Regions from separate parts of the Ornithorhynchus anatinus genome. Here region 1 is linked to region 2. Evidence: chromatin contacts called from public Hi-C data. All regions are on one chromosome and are shown on one strand. Each heading gives the region's core, a stretch centred on a gene start, on an enhancer-like site or on the middle of the called end of the contact. The rest is flanking DNA. Distances are from core to core; before and after follow the strand shown.

Region 1 (5,697 bases), core at 627-3,126, 55 kb before region 2:
CTGTGTCCCAACTAGATTCTCTGGTATCCACCCCACTCTCCGGGGGGGGGGGGGGGGGAGGCAGAGGGTTGATCCCCGGGACCTGGGGGTTCCACCCAGCGTGGGGCTTCAAGCACCAGGAGGAGCAAGCGCCCTCCCAAGAAGTCCCAGACTTCTTGGGAAGGCTTTTCCCCCTTACCTCATAAGGGGCTCCCCCCTCCCTCCCGGCCACAAAGTTGGCCTGTGGCGAACCCGAGATCGACAAGCCCGGTTCGGGCCCGACCCCTTCCAATCCGGTGCCGGGCGGAGGGGGCCACGGATAGGCCCCGGTGTGTGGTCGTCTGCGTCGGGTGCAGGGGTGGGGAGGGGTCCCCGGGGTCTGGGGCCCCGAGCATCCCTTTCCCACCCCCTTCCCCGACGCCGGGACTGCGGCCCCGCGTCTCGGTTTCCAGTCCGGACGGGGGCCAGGCCGCCGGCGCGGGCTGGTCGGGCTGCCGAAGGGGGCGGGGGAGCCGGAGGGCAGGAGGGGGCGGGGTTTTCCCATGGCCCGGCTCCGGGCCGGGTGCGCGGCCGCACGGCTGCCGGCGCGGGGCCCGGAGCGCTTCGGCACGTGCTCCCGGTGGATGAAGCGCCGGGCCGCAGCGCGCACGCGCGCCCGCCGCCGCCGCCGGGCCCCCGCCGCCCCGATGATTGACAGCTCAGCCCCCGCCGGCCAATCAGAGCGCGGCGCCCGGCGGTCCCGCGCCGCCGATTGGCCGCCCCGCCGGGCCCCGGCCCGAGCCGCCTCGCGTGCCGGCACAGCTGCTCGCCGCGGCCGGCGGGGGCGGCCCCGACCGCACCGGCCGCCCGAGGGCGGGGACCGAGGCCGCTCGCCCCGGGCTGGCGGCGGGACCCTCGGCGCCGCTCCCACCTCCACGGCTGGGAAACGGCGCCCGAACGGGGCCTGGCCCCGCGCTGCAGTCGTCAGCAGCTCAGGGGGGGAGACCCCGGGCTTGGGAGGCGGAGGTCGTGGGTTCAAATCATCCCCTGGTCGGCTGGGTGACGTGGGGCGAGTCACTTCTCCGAGCCTCGGCTTCCCTCGTCTGGAACACGGCGGGGGGGGGGGGGGGGAAAAGACTGAGCCCCACGTGGGACAAGCTGATCACCTTGTATCCCCCTCCCAGCTCTTAGAACAGTGCTTTGCACATAGTAAGCGCTTAACAAATGCCATGATTATTGTTGTGATGATGCAGCCCCCCACCCTGGGGACTCAAGACCTGATAGGCCGCCTGCGGGACCACCTCTGGCCTCTCTGCGGGGCCTCCACCAGACCTGCTCCCCGTGCACCCCGGCGCTCTAGAAACAGCATAAGGCGTCTTCTGCTGTCTCCAGAGGGCGAAAACCGGCACCGCGCGTGCCCAGGCCGCCCGGGCTGACTCTTCTTCCTCTCCCAAAGACCGGGCCCGGCGTGCGGCTCCCTCCCTGGCCCCTTGCCCGGCTCCCGCGGGGGGTCCCGCACCCCCGGCGGGAGGTCGGTCGGGATGGAGGAGGAGGGAGGTGGTTAGTGCCCTCTCTCTCTCTCTCTCTTTCCCTCCCACGCACATCCTCCCCCCTCCCGGCTCGCTCTCCCGAGGTGGCTGGCGCTCGGCCGTAGCGCCCGAGGACATGCTTTTGTTGCACGTTCCCGACCTCCGGCTGGGGGGGGGGGGGGAGGGAGGGAGGAGGGAGAGCAGCGCGTGACTGACAGGTCGCGGGGGCGGTGGCCAATCAGCGGCTCGGCCCGGGCCCCTGTGGGGTGAGCCCGGCGCCCATTGGCTGGCGCGAGTGTGGGAAAGAATGCCGAGAGGGTTTCACACGAATGGGCGGCGGCGGCGCGCACATAAATAAGGGCGGCGGCGGCGGCGGGGGCCCGAGTGCGGCGAGGAAAGGCCTGGGGGACGGGCTAACCGGGATAGAAGGCCTGGCAGCAAGGCGAGAGCGACGCTCAGTGATCCCCGACCTCGGGTCGTTCCCCCCCCCCCTTTGGAAAAGAGAAAAAAAAAATCCCCTAAAAGGACCCAGGACCACGCGCCTCCCTAAAAGACCGCCCCTGCTTTTCCCACGAGGGAAGCGCTTGATTTTTTTTTTTTCCCACGAGGGAAGCGTCTGATGCGCGACATGCCGGCCGATACCCTGGAGAAGCCCAGCGCCTCCCCGCTGGCTGGCGCCCCGGCCAGCTCCAGCCAGACGCCGGACAAGCCCAGGAGCGCCAGCGAGCATCGCAAGGTGGGGCGACGATGGAGGGGAAGGAGTGGATCGGGGAGGGGGGGAGGTCAGGGATCGGGGAGGGGGGAGGGGGCTGGGGACCACCTCCCCTTTTTTTCCTCTCTGATCCCCTTCTTCTGTCTTCCCCTCCTTTAGTCCTCAAAACCCATCATGGAGAAGAGGCGCCGCGCGCGCATCAACGAGAGCTTGGGGCAACTCAAGACGCTGATCCTGGACGCGCTGAAGAAGGATGTAAGTTGGGGTGTTGGAGGCCGAAGTGGGGGGCGAGGGCGACTAACGGGGTCGGGACCTTCCTCATCGGTCCTCCTTCCTCCCCCTCTCCCGCAGAGCTCCCGCCACTCGAAGCTGGAGAAGGCTGATATCCTGGAAATGACCGTCAAACACCTGCGGAGCCTTCAGCGGGCCCAGATGACAGGTGAGCGGGCGTGGGTCACTCAGGGGGCGAGGGTCACTCACGGGGAAGCGTGTCCCCTCGTCCGGTCCGGCGGCTCGATGACCCCTCCAAGTAACCCTCCCTCCACCCCCTATTTCCCCGCAGCAGCTCTCAGCGCTGACCCCTCGGTCCTCGGAAAATACCGCGCCGGATTCAACGAGTGCATGAACGAGGTGACCCGTTTCCTGTCCACCTGCGAGGGCGTCAGCTCGGACGTCCGTTCGCGGCTCCTGAGCCATCTGGCAGCCTGCCTGGGTCAGCTCGTACCTCTGTCCTACCCGCCGCCGCCCTCCGGCCCGCCGCCCACCCACCTGGCCCCTCCGCCGTCCCTGCCCGTCCAGCTGTCCGGTCCTGCAGCCGCCGGCTCCGGCCCCTGCAAGATGGCCCCGGCCGAGGCCCTGTCCCCCAAACTCTACGGCGGCTTCCAGCTCGTCCCGGCCACCGACGGCCAATTCGCCTTCCTCATCCCCGGTCCGGCCTTCGCCTCCTCCCCCGCCGCCGGAGGTCCGGTCCTGCCGCTCTTTGCCAGCCCGTCGGGGCCCATCGGGGCCGGCGGGGGACCGGGGAGTGCGGGAGGGTCTCCCGCCGCCCCCTCCTCCCCGGTCCAGGGCCTCACGTCCTTCGGGGGCACCGGGAAACGGGCGCCCAGCCCGGGCCTGGACCGCAGCCAGTCCGTCTGGAGGCCTTGGTGACGCCTCCGGCCCCCAACTTCGGGACAAACTTTCTGGGGCGGGGGTGGGAGGGGGGGGGGGTGGGGAGGGAGGGAGAGAAACTTTTGCCAAAGGCGAAACGTGTTTCGTTCCGTTGTAGGGAACGCTTAGGACACTCTTTCTCGAGAGGATTTTATTTATTTCCAGATGCTGGAAAGTGAAGCTCTAGTTTTTGTTTTTTTTACAGGAAAATAAACGCCTTTATCCCAGGGGGAAAAGTCGATAGAGTGTATCCACGTCACCGTGTGGTGGCTCGCTGTGTCTCTTCTTTGTCGAGATTAAAAGAAACAACCAAACTGCGATCCAGCTAGTATAAATCAATTAAGAAACCGGCGCCGGGGGCTAAAGGGGGCTGGGGGGCGGGGAGATCAGGCCACGCTCCGCTCCACGTTTCCCCGTCTCCTTTCAGGACACCTTAGGTGATTTGGGGAGGGGGTGGAGTTCCCTGGGATGGGGCTCTATGTCACCTCGGTTTCCCGCCACCTTTCCTTGGGAAGGAGGGGGGAGGGGCTGTCTGTGGAGCGGGGACTGGGAAAGTGCCTGGAAGCTGCACACACACACACACACACACACCCCGCGTCAGGACGCCCAGCGCAGCCACTGGTCGTGCCTGGGCAAGGCCTTGCTCACAATAACGGCCGGGGAGAAAGGGTGGACCCTGGACCCGCCCCAGTTCCTGCAGGAAAGGCCATTCGGGGATGGGAGGGAAGCCTTCCCTCCCCCGCCCCTCCGGGCTGTTCCCTGGAAGAGGCGGGTGGATGACACCAGCCCGAGGGGACAAGGGCCGGGGCTCCGTTTGCTCTGCCTCCCTCCCCAGGGTGAGTTGATATCAGGTACCGGTGGGACAGTGTCCGCCAAGTTCGGACACGGGGACTGTCCAATCTTCTGGCTTTGGATCCTCAAGGCCCTGAGAGCCCAAGCAGAGTCCAAATTTGGGTCCCCTCAGTTTTACCGGGTTCTGGTCCAGGGAATTAAGGTCCTCTCCCCCTTGTAGCATCTGATAAGGCCCCGGTGCAGCGTCTGCCCCACACTATAAGGGTGAGTTCAAAGGTACCAGACCCTGGGGTCCTGGGCACAAACGGGGGTGGCAGTCCCTTTCCACCCAAACACACACACATCCTCGAGCCTAGGTTGAGAAGGTGGGAGAGGCTTGGAGCGGGGTCTTCTGCTTTTCTCCCTCGCCCTCCCATCCACTCACACTCCTCTGGCCTCAGACTGAGGCTGAAACTCTGTTTCCAGGGCTCAGTCTTAGGACCAGCTGTAAAATGGGGTTTAAGGCTATTCAGGTAGTCCAGAGGCGAGTGGGACCCCTAATAATAATAATAATGTTGGTATTTGTTAAGCGCTTTCTATGTGCCGAGCACTGTTCTAAGCGCTGGGGTAGATACAAAGTAATCAGGTTGTCCCACGTAAGACTCAATCCCCATTTTACAGATGAGTTAACTGAGGCACTGAGAAGTTAAGTGACTTGCCCAAAGTTGCACAGCTGGTAGGTGGCAGAACCGGAATTAGAACCCTTGACCTCTGACTCCTAAGCCCGTGCTCTTTCCACTGAGTCCCATTTGCCCTGAGGAGATGGGGGAAAAGCCTGGGAGGCGCTGGCCGGAAATTCCCCCCTTCTCCTCTCTCCAGCCCCCGCACCCACCCACCCCTCCCTTTATCTCCCGTCCAGGCCAGTTCCTGCTGTGGTTTCCTCCTCCTCATTCCCCAGCCAGTGACCAACTGCGGCGGCACGTGTGAGAAGCTGAGTGGGTGTCTGTGTCTATATGAACATGTGCCTTGATGTGTATCTGAGTGTGTTTGTGTGTGGGTTTGTGTGTGTGTGTGTGTGTGTGGGTTTCAGAGTGGGTTGAGGAGTTCTATCCAATACCCCCCTCCCCCTCCATCCCCCCCGCCTTAGTAGGGGCTGCCATAAGAACAGAAATACCCTCTAAACAGCTGCCCTGGCTTCCGCACCGCCAGCCTCTGCCTGGCACTTGTCAATCACGCTATATAATATGATGGCATTTGTTAAGCACTTACTATGTGCAAAGCACTGTTCTAAGCGCTGGGGCGGATACAAGGTGATCATGTTGTCCCACGTGGGGCTCACAGTCTTAATCCCCATTTTACAGATGAGGTAACTGAGGCGCAGAGAAGTTAAGTGACTTGCTCAGTCACAGAGTTGACAAGTGGCAGAGCCGGGGTTAGAACCCATGATCTCTGACTGCCAAGCCCATGCGCTTTCCGCTGAGCCACACTGCTTCCCACTGCTATCATTTCTAATCAGTGGGGAACTGTGGGGATTTGGGGGCCTTGGGAATCCAAATCAGTTTTGGGTACTCCTGGACC
Region 2 (5,322 bases), core at 889-3,388:
TTATTTCAGCAGTGGCCATCAGCTCAGTCTCCAGTTCCAACTGCAGCAGGAAGGAGTGAGGTTAGTTCTCAGGAGGATTTCCCAGACCCTGGGGAGAAGTGGAAGGAGGTGTTCACTCTGGAGACTTTGCAGGAAAGGCTGGATGTTTAGGACCTATTTCCTGGCCAAAGCAGGGGAATGGATTCTATGGTTTTTCCAGCCTCCTGTGAATGGCTGAGGGGCAAGGACTGCAGGCCCAGGCTGGCCAGTGTCCCTGCTGAACCTCCCTGAGAAGTGAAGGTCCCAGTGAGGTTATGAGGCCTGTGGGCCCACAGCCAAGGCTCAAAAATCAGTAACCAATGTTGATGTGGGGAGAGGGAGCTAAACAACCAGGTCTTCAGTGCAAATATGATAGGGAGCCAGCCACCGCGCAACCGTTGGGGACCAGGCTTGTCCTGGGACCCTGCCCAGTTCCAGACCAGCCCTTGGCCTGAACCTTGACCCTGTGCCCAGTCCTAGCCCCCTGCCTAAATCCCAAACCAGCCCCTGCCCTCAACCTAGCACCAGCCAGCAGTGCCCTGTTTAACTCTCAGCCCCCAGCCTAGCTCCTAGACCCTGCACTGAACCTAGCTCTGGCCTCTGATCCCGTGCCTAACTCCCAGCCCAGCCGCTGGCCTCTTCTTATCCCTGGCCCCCAGTCCCTTGTCCCTGCCTAGGCCCAGCCCAGTCCCCTGCCTAACTCCCAGCCCACCCCTGCCCTCAACCTAACCCCAGCCAGCAACCTCCTGCCCAGCCCCTAGACCCTGCCCTGAATCTAGTCCTGGCTTCTGACCGCATGCCTAACTCCCAGCCAACCCACTGCTCTCAACCTAGCCCTGGCCCCCAGCCCCCAGCCCTTGCCTTTACTAGTCTAACCCCCTGCTTAGCTCCTAGCCCAGCCTCTGCCCTCAACCTAGCCCCAGCCGGTGGCCTCGCATGGCTTAGTAGAAAGAGCATGGGTTTAGGAGTCAGAGGTCATGGGTTCTAATCCCGGCTCTGCTGCATCAGCTGTGTGACTTTGGGCAAGTCATTTAACTTCTGGATGTCTCAGTTACCTCATCTGTAAAATGGAGATTCAGACTGTGAGCCCCACGTGGGACCTGATTAGCTTGTATCTACCCTGGCATTTAGAACAGTGCCCGGCACCTAGTAAGCGCTTAACAAATACCAAAATTATTATTACTATTAATCTCCCAGCCCAGTCCCTGCCTATCTGTGGCCTCTGACCCTCTGCCTAACTTCCAGCACGGCCCCTGTCCTCAACCTAGCTTCAGCCCCCAGTCCTTGCCTAGGCCCAGTCCAGCCCCCTCCCTAGCTCCAGGCCCACCCCTGCCTCCAACCCCTTGCCTAACTCCCAGCCCAGCTCCTGCCCTCCACCTAGCCCCAGCCACCAGCCCCTTGCCTAACTCTCAGCCCAGCTCCTGCCCTCCACCTAGCCCCAGCCACCAGCCCCTTGCCTAACTCTCAGCCCAGCCGCTGCCCCAAGCTTAGTTTACACCCTATGCTGAACCTGGCTCCGGTTCAGGGCAGGGTCTAGGGGCTGGGTACCAAGGCCTGTGTTGGGACTTAGTTAGGGGGCCGTTGGTTGGGTCAACAGAGACCCAGCTCTTGCCCCAGCCTCCCGTCTAGTTCCTAGACCTTGCCTGGACCTAGCCCCGTCCTCTGACCCCTACCTAACTCCCAGCTCAGCCCTAGCCCTCACCTAGCCCCAGCCCCCAGCCCCCAGTCTTTCTCTAGGCCCAGCCCAGCCCCCCAGCCCCCTGTCTGGCTCCCAGCCCCAGCCCCGATTCCTGGAAAAGCTGGGCTGTTTGCACAGGAACCAGGTGTCCTAACCCCGTCTGTCCCCCGCCCCTTCTCTCCCCCCTTGCCTTTCAGCTCCTTCCGGAGCCAGGGAAGTCTCCCCACCCCCAGCCCCGTCCCCGCCGCCGCTCTCATTTCCTGCCAATCCCTGGCCCCTCCAGCTCGAAAGTCTGGCTCGACCCTTCCTGTGGGCGTGTGGCTGGGGGCGGGCGCTCCGCAGCTTCCCCAGCTGGGGGGGAATCCAACGCTGTAATTTCGCTAGATCAAAGGGGCTTAATTGAACGGCACTAGGAGCTCCAGGCTTTCTCACCGGGAGAGCAGCCCCCGCCTCTTCCTGGCCTCGGCCGGGGCCGAAACCCCCCCCCCCCGCCCCCGCCGGACTCCCCGAAGCCCGTCCCTGCGCCCAGGACGCCCCCTCGTGGTGACGGGCTGAATAGCCACTCTCCGCCCCCCGCCAGGGGGCGCTGCCACGGCGGCCTCGGACCCTCTTGGCGGGGTAAATGATGACATTTGTTAAGCGCTTACTCTGGGCAAAGCACTGTTCTGAGCGCTGGGAGGGATACATGGTCATCAGCTTGTCTCACGTGGGGCTCACAGTCTTAATCCTCGCGGCCTCGGACCCTCTTTGGGGGGGGGTAAATAATAATGGCATTTGTTAAACGCTTATTTTGGGCAAAGCACTGTTCTAAGCGCTGGGAGGGATACAAGGTCATCAGGTTGTCTCACGTGGGGCTCACAGTCTTAATCCCCGCGGCCTCGGACCCTCTTTGGGGGCGGGCAAATAATGATGGCAATTGTTAAGCGCTTACTCTGTGCAAAGCACTGTTCTAAGCGCTGGGGGGTGGTTACAAGGTGAGCAGGTTGTCTCACGTGGGGCGCACAGTCTTAATCCCCGCTTTCTCGGGCCCTCTTTCGAGGGGCGAAATAATGATGGCAATTGTTAAGCCCTTACTCTGTGCAAAGCACTGTTCTAAGCGCTGGAGGGGGTACAAGGTGATCAGGTTGTCTCACGTAGGGCTCACAGTCTTAATCCCCATTTTAATAATAATAGTAATAATAATGGTGGTATTTATTAAGCACTTGCTATGTGCAAAGCACTGTTCTAAGTGCCCCGGGGGGAGATACAAGGTGAGCAGATTGTCTCATGTGGGGTTCACAGTCTTAATCCCCATTTTACAGATGAAGTAACTGAGGCTCAGGGAAATGAAGTTACTTGCCCAAAGTCACACAGCTGACAAGTGGCGGAGCTGGGATTAGAACCCATATCCTCTGACTCCCAAGCCCATGCTCTTTCCACTGAGCCACGCTGCTTCTCCAAGAAGAGAGGCGAGGGAGAGACGAAGGGGAGATGAGGGTGTGGGGAGGGCCGGGAAAAGCTCAGAACCTCCTTGGGGGCCTGTTGGAGCTACTGCCAGGGTCTCTGTGGGGTGCTTAGCATGTCGTGATCACTCAGTCCCATTCCAGTCCAGCCACGTGCACACTCCCACTCTCTCTGTGGTACTAAAACTCACCCCCGTGCATAGGTCCGCATGATGTGTGAAGCAGCATTGCATAGTGGATAGAGCACAGGCCTGGGAGTCAGAAGGTCATGGGTTCTAATCTCACTCCATTACTTAATAATAATAATAATGGCATTTGTTAAGTGCTTACTATGTGCCAAGCACTGTACTAAGCACTGGAGGGGATACAAGGTGATCAGGTTGTCCCACGTGGGGCTCACAATCTTGATCCCCATTTTACAGATGAGGTAACTGAGGCATAGAGACGTTAAGTGACTTGCCCAAAATCACACAGCTGACAAGTGGTGGAGCTGGGATAATAATAATATTGGCGGTATTTGTTAAGCGCTTACTATGTGCCAAGATACAAAGTAATCAGGTTGTCCCACGTGGGACTCACAGTGTTATCCCCATTTTACAGATGAGGGAACTGAGGCACAGAGAAGTTAAGTGACTTGCCCAAGGTCACACAGCTGACAAGTGGCAGAGCCGGGATTAGAATTTATGACCGCTGACTCCCAAGCCTGTGCTCTTTCCAATGAGCCATGCTACTTGTCTGTTGTGTGGTCTTGGGCAAGTCACTTCACTTCTCTGTGCCTCAGTTACCTCATCTGTATAATGAGGATTGAGACTGTGAGCCCCACATGGGACCGGGACTGTGTCCAACGTCATTTGCTTTATGGAAGCAGCGTGGCACAGTGGAAAGAGCACGGGCTTTGGAGTCAGGGCTCATGAGTTCAAATCCCAGCTCTGCCACTTGTCAGCTGTGTGACTGTGGGCAAGTCACTTAACTTCTCTGTGCCTCAGTTCCCTCATCTGTAAAATGGGGATTAAGACTGTGAGCCCCACGTGGGACAACCTGATTCCCCTGTGTCTACCCCAGTGCTTAGAACAGTGCTCTGCACATAGGAAGCGCTTAACAAATGCCAACATTATTATTATTATTTTAACCACTCCAGCGCTTAGTAGAGTTCCTGGCACCTAGTAAAGGCTTAACAAACAACACAGTTATTACTATTATTAGGTCTGTCCTGGAAAACTGCACATCTTTTCCTGGACAGGGCTCGGCTTCAGACAATCCACTGCTCTGAGGTGGGGCCAAAATGATGACCCCACCACGTACCATGTGGTATTATCACATCAAGCTGTCTACACCTGCAACACAGCATTATAACATCATCACCACCAATACCCCACGTGCCCCATGACCCCGACTTATTCCCTGTTAACAGATCTTTCTGTCCCACTGCCACCTTTGAGAAGGGCAGTGGCATGCCAGAGGTGAAATAATAATAATAATGATGGTATTTGTTAGGTGCTCGCTATGTGCCAGGCACTGTACTAAGCTCTGGGGTGGATACAAGCAAATAATTCATTCATTCAATCATATTTATTAAGCACTTATTGTGTGCAGAGCACTGTACTAAGCACTTGGAATGTACAATTGGGCAACAGATAGAGACAATCCCTGCCTAACAACAGGCTCACAGTCTAACGAGTTAGACACAGTCTAACGAGTTGGACCCAGTCCCCGTTCCATGTGGGACTCACAGTCTCAATCCCCATTTTCTAGATGAGGGAACTGAGGCCCAAGAGGTGAAGTGAGTTGCCCAAAGTCACACGGTAGACAAGTGGTGGAGCTAGGATTAGAACCCATGACCTTCTGACTCCCAGACCTGTGAAAGCAAGTCAGGAGGAAACTGTACACTGTTCCAGCAAAACAATAAGCATTGGCACCTCCATTCTGCAACAAAATATTTGGACGTGCCCTCTGCCAATACCCCTGGTGCTCTCCCACCACCAATTTCCACAGCTATGCCAGACTTCACATTGACCTGGGCAGGGAGGGCAAAGGCTCCGGAACAAGAGGGAGTGTAGAAATCCTCAGGGCACTGGGTCAGAGGCACAAACTCAGGGGACATCCCCCAGGATGGCCCAGGATTTAGGCACACAGATTTTGAGCCTCCCTAGGGGACAGGGACTACATCTAATTCATTCATTTATT

What was found. A called contact is a pair of places that touch in the nucleus more often than the background predicts.
Region 1: a contact with region 2 is called in a Hi-C map of fibroblasts, with 6 times the contacts expected there. The contact joins the promoter of HES4 here to the enhancer-like site in region 2. A contact is called at or near these places in 2 of 2 Hi-C or Micro-C datasets (fibroblasts and liver).

What each region holds. Positions count from the first base shown.
Region 1 is chr5:55,863,012-55,868,708 of mOrnAna1.pri.v4, reverse strand. HES4 (transcription factor HES-4) reads left to right here and starts at 1,876. Exons shown (of 4, transcript XM_029064515.1): 1 at 1,876-2,223; 2 at 2,359-2,454; 3 at 2,551-2,638; 4 at 2,765-3,668. The coding sequence starts at 2,107. The coding sequence ends at 3,348.
Region 2 is chr5:55,808,392-55,813,713 of mOrnAna1.pri.v4, reverse strand. No RefSeq gene overlaps it. Among named protein-coding and RNA genes, the nearest start is that of PERM1, 11 kb to the right of the region's middle. Within about 2 kb of position 2,138, the one cell type or tissue checked has an H3K27ac peak away from gene starts, as active enhancers do. A contact at or near this core is called in fibroblasts, where this site is marked.